2 separate regions of the Zea mays genome follow, and region 2 is linked to region 1. Evidence: chromatin contacts called from public Hi-C data. All regions are on one chromosome and are shown on one strand. Each heading gives the region's core, a stretch centred on a gene start, on an enhancer-like site or on the middle of the called end of the contact. The rest is flanking DNA. Distances are from core to core; before and after follow the strand shown.

Region 1 (2,780 bases), core at 150-2,649:
CCATACTATGTTCAAATGGAACACTTAAGGAGAAGACAAATTCGCCACGAATTTTGAATTTAAATTGGAATTGGAATATGAATTTGGAAAAGAAGAAAGGAAAATAGAAAATAAAAAGGAAAAGGGGTTTAACCTAATTGGGCTGGTTCTCCATCCGGTAGGCCCATCCCTCCATTTTCCCCTACGCGCGCAACAGCCCAGGCCCATTCGCTAGCGCGTTAACCTTGTTTCGCTGACTCCCTGACCCAGCTGGCCAGTGACTATTCACGCACCCGGATCCGTTTCCTCACTCTCGCCGATGCCCTGGGCCCACGCGTCATCAGCCCACATTCCCTCGTGTCCGAACCACTCACGGACTCACCACACAACACACCGTTCCCTAAGCCGCTTACGCTTGGGGCCACCCTAACAGAGTTGTCTTCAAGCCAATGTCCGTCAGCCGGAAATCGCGTCGCGGTTCTCCAACTGACCACCGTTTCTCCCACCCGGAATACACGCACAGCTCTTGGCGTTGACTTGCGGACCCGCCTGTCTATCTCTCTGCCATGTGGGACCCGAAGCGTGACGTCTCTCTCCAGCCGAAACCATGGTGGCCACCGCATCTCCCGGGCAGGCGCAACAGCATCTCCGCAGTCCGGGCTCTCCAACTGAATCCGCGGATTGGCGGGCGCAACCTGACCGCGGGAATAAAATCAAGTGTCGCGACCCTCTCGTCCTCTGTTGGGCATACCTAGGGCACCACAAAATTGCCTAGAGTGGAGACTCAACGCCGTCAATTGGCGGTGCTCGCCGACGGGAGCTTGGACCCTGTCAACGGGCGCTCTGAAGTGGCGTTGGTCTCGGTGTTGACCGGTGGGGCGGTGCTCGTCCGGGGTCACGCGCCGGGTGTCTAGGAATAGTTTCCCTCGCACGTCCGTCAACGGAAGGACTAGGCTTCCTCGTCGCGTGTAGAAGACGAACTAGGCGGCCGTGGAGCGTGACTACTCGTTCCTGCGCAGTGCCACGGTAAGTCATGTGCCCATGAGCTCCCTCACCCTTATCTTCCTGGCGGTAGTGCTTGCTTAGGGTAGGTATTAACCTCGGCACCTTGATATCACTTCGGTGGGACGCGCTGTTGATGTACTCAGCGCCGTCGTGCACTGGTGCGTGTAGGTAGAAGAAGATCGAATAGCCGTCCGATGCCTAATCGGCGGATAAGATCAAGTCTCGCATTCCTATTCGCTGCAGGGAATTTCAGCCATTGATCTTACAACCTGCAGTGGAGATTAGAACCACTCATACCCTTTCGTTCTGGAGAATCGTTGCCGCAGATCTCGAAACCGAGGGTTTGGTGTTGTGGGGTATGCTGGCCGTTGATCTTAGATCTGAGGATCACGGTTACATACCCTTTCATTTAAAACGCGATCTAATCTCGGCCTTCGGATTTGATCCAACGACCAAGATCCAAGAATACCCCTTCGCCGTGCTTATTTGTTACAGAGCCCCTACGTTTTCATTAATTCAACCCACAGTCCATGGTGACTGTGCTCTGTGTCTGAGGAATCTTCTGTGTTCACCCCTGAGTTCTTTGGTAATTGAGGCGCAGTCCAGAGACCCGAGGAATTAGTTAATTAATTATAGAAATGAATTTTTAATATGAAAACAATTCCTAGAACTTGTATAATTTATAGAAAATTAATATGAAGTCCAAATTGACCCATTCTAGTTCCTATAATTTTGTATTAATATTGTCTATAACTCTGTAACACTGTTTTGACATAAAAATGGTATTAAAATTTATCCCTTGATTAATCTTGTATCAAATACATAGAACCTTCGAAAATTCATAACTTAAAACCCATAGCTCTAAATTTAATGATTCTTTTTCCTATGATCTTATTTTGATATGTAGATTATTAATATGTATTTTGTATATCTGTTTGGTGTGATGTTCATTTCCTCTTTATACTATGCTTGTTTGTATTGTGGCGAGTAGAAGAGCCAGTGGCTGAGGATCCCGGTGTTCAACAAATAGAAGTTGCTGAGCAGGAGCTCATTGAAGGCAAGTTGTGCCCTTGACCACTTTTATTACCCAATAATGTTCTTTATTATCACTATTCAATGCATAGGTTTAATTTTGATGGGACCCAATAGGTTGCCCTAGACTGGTTATCCTTTTTACCTTGTTGTTGGGGACTTGTTCTCAAATGCTTCGAGTTAAGAACAAGGCAACACAAAATATTAAATGTTAATATCCTTCATCCTTCGAAGCATTATTTCTCTTAGGATATAACGATATTCGGCTTGACAGAAGGTAAAAATCCAAGCGTGACACATGAGCGAATACAAGTTAGCGTGAACAGTACGGGGGTACTGTTCATCTATTTATAGGCACAGGACGCAGCCCGTGAGAAATTACATTCATGCCCTCTACAAATGATTACAATCATAATGCAGGTTATCATGGGTCGATTGGTCATTTCATCTTTAAGTCGGTGCATCTGGAAGTACACTCCGAAGCTCCCTGATTAGTAGCTTCGGCTTTGCTTCTATGTTGATCTTCCGAAGGTGTTTGTTCTTATGGGACCTTCGGCGACAAAGTAGACCCCCAACAGTAGCCCCTTCACGGTGCTAGATCGTTTTTTGTAACGAGCTCGACCCGTGAAAAATTCTCTTAGGCTTCGGAATGCCGAAGGTCCGAAAACACCTTCCCTGAGCTCGTTGTCGAGAAATGATTTAAATATTCTGAGTGTAAGGTATCCCACCATACGGCGGGTACGCGTGGTCTGGTGATTTGCCTT
Region 2 (2,780 bases), core at 165-2,664, 450 kb before region 1:
AGCAGAGGAACAAAATTAGCATGCTTTGTATTGTTGTAACTCGTAACCATGAAATGTGGTAATTCATTAGTAAGCATGCCCACACAAATTGGAGAAATAATATAATTTCAGGAACGCGTGGTAGATTCTTATAGTAGTCCAATAAACAAATCAAGATGCCATATGAACAATAATCATGGTGTCATATGAACAATAATGATCCAATGCTAGTCATTGATGCACATGTAACCCCTTAGTGGAGCACAAGATCATAGACAAATTAGCAGTATAACAAGTTAAGAACCTAATACACTTTGGCATGAATCTTTTTCAACTCGCCGCAATAAACAAGAACTGGCATTCAGATTGATACTGTTTTTCATGGCCTCCAATCTAACACTGCAAGCTATAAACCAATGAAGCTAGAGTTCTCCAAGCAAGCAAGCAAACATGTGCCCTTACAAAACTAAATGGTTGCAGCGAAATTGGCCAGCTGTAGAAATTATTGCTTAACAGAAACTATACCAAGACTACGATCAATATGGGAGGTACTATAGGGCATGATACCTCCCTTTTCAGAAAATAGCTGGTGGCACTACCACAAGTAACTGTATACCAAACAAGAGTACGCGGAAGGAGCTAAGGGAGTATTTGGGAGTGCTCCAGGTTCTAGCTCCAGCATGGAAAGTTTATAACATAAATTTAAATAGTTTAAAACATTTTTAATCTAAATAATAAACAAAATAACTTATCTAAATGTCTTCTAAAGGTTCACAGCTCTTGCTCTACGGCTTTCTGGAGCAGCTAATGAAATGTTCCACCAACTCAACCAAATTTCTTGGAGCTAGAGCAGTCTCAAACAGGCCCTAAATCATACACAGAAACAGCAACGAAAATGGTACGACTAGCACGTGGAAGTTCATGTTACAAATTCACTAGAAACAATCAACTATACAAATTGAGTGCGCATCAGATTCTTCAACGCCTAACGCAACTCAACTCTACTCGTCGACGCTCCCCACAAATGAATCTAACTTCACACGCGCGGAAATGGCCCGGTCGTCAACTCTAACCACAAAAACTGACTCAGATCTAGAAACCAACGCAGGAACCAATCCCGCACAGCGAAGACACGAGCGAGCACCCAGCCGCGACGAACTGACGGATCGAGACAACCTAAACCACACCCGAACCGGTAGCACAGATCGGGCCCGAGATCCGGGAGCGGATCGAGACAGGCCCCTAGATCCAACTAGGGAGAGACTAGGGTCTTGACCTGCTACTTACGTCGTTGAACGCGGAGTGGCAAACCCCGCGGCGTACGGCCTGAGCGGAGCGGGAGGCCTCAGTCCACGGGGGCGCAAGGGCGGAGGGAGCGCGCGGCCCGGGCGCCGATCGACGATGCGCAGGCGCGTGGGGCGGAGGGAGGGCAGGGGTGGAGGCGGGCGGCGGCGGAAGCGGTAGGAGTGGAGGGAGGGCGAGGCGAGGAAATCAAATAATAATGCGGGGAAAAAGAAAAGGAGGGCATCTTTGCTGAGGTCGGAGTGCGACGTGGGGAGCGGCCGTGGGGGCACAGTGACCGTTGGATCGGGCGTCGATTGCTGCGATGGGGGCGAGGGTTTTTTATTGGGTGGGGTGATATTTTTTTGTAAAATGGTTTTCGTGTTGGTTTGGTTATCGCCTTTTATTGGCTTTGAAGTTTTGGACGCTACCGTACTGTGGTGGTGATGATTTCGACAGTGTGATCTCACTCTCACTTCCATTGTAGACTAAAAAGATGTTCGCTTTATATTAAAGTCGGTTGTTTAAATTACTATAGCTATAATCTTTAAAGACAAAAATATTATATAAGTAATAGAAATCATTACGGATTGCAAGCTGAGCTAAAGGGTAAAAACGGTCGCAAAAGGTCTGAGCGATCAAACAAAACCATTAACCACTTCTGTTTTCACATTTCTATTCAAAATCATAAACAGTCACAAGGAAGTGGTAGAGAATACGAAATCGATATAATGAGATATGAGAAACGAAACTATTTAGTTTTTCTGATTAAAGTTAGTTCATATCACATCAAATGTTTGAATATCAATTATAACTATTAAATATTGACATAATTAGGTTTAATAAATTTGTCTATGTCTTTTAGTCTTCGTATATGTAATTAGTTTTATAATTAGACTTAATACCTATAATTATCATTTAAACATTCGATGTGACATGGACTAAACTTTAGTAGTGTGAAATCAAACACCACCTTAAACGGTAGTTGTGGGCAATCGGTAATTAATTCAAAAATAGCGATTCAGGTAACCACTTCGAATGTTTGGTACTCCCTACGTCCAATATATAAGATGTAACCACCTTTAGTTCAAAAATCAAGAAATGTATCTAATTCTCTCTATATTATTGCATCAATGTACCATAACTAGAGGAAGCATGTCTTATATTATGGGGGCTAGAATAAAAAATAGTCACACCTTATATACTAGAACGAAGGAAGCACAACACAATGAATACAAAAATAAAATGGTCTAAGTGGGGATATATATCTCCTGGGTCCTCATAACACGAATTGGGTCCATAGGTTGTTAAAGGGCCTAAGTGGGCTGAACGGTTGGTTTTATGGGTTGTATGGCTAACTCAGACTCAGAGACGACACATGGCTTGGAGTCCAAACCATCGTGGAGGTCGTTTCTATACAGAAGCTTTGCATCGCACACAAGTCAGAAAGGATTTCTGAGCATGCAGGATAAGCGATAAGGGAGAACATCAATCTGTAATCATAATATCGTCATCTATAT

The links. A called contact is a pair of places that touch in the nucleus more often than the background predicts.
Region 2: a Hi-C map of ear shows a contact between it and region 1, with 2.8 times the contacts expected there. The contact joins the promoter of LOC100383778 here to the enhancer-like site in region 1. A contact is called at or near these places in 2 of 25 Hi-C or Micro-C datasets (bundle sheath and ear).

What each region holds. Positions count from the first base shown.
Region 1 is chr1:155,100,755-155,103,534 of Zm-B73-REFERENCE-NAM-5.0, reverse strand. No RefSeq gene overlaps it. Among protein-coding and RNA genes, the nearest start is that of LOC100216796, 64 kb to the left of the region's middle. Within about 2 kb of position 1,399, at least 18 of the 20 cell types and tissues checked have an H3K27ac peak or open chromatin away from gene starts, as enhancers often do. A contact at or near this core is called in bundle sheath and ear, where this site is marked.
Region 2 is chr1:155,550,953-155,553,732 of Zm-B73-REFERENCE-NAM-5.0, reverse strand. LOC100383778 reads right to left here and starts at 1,414. Exons shown (of 3, transcript NM_001359630.1): 1 at 1,267-1,414.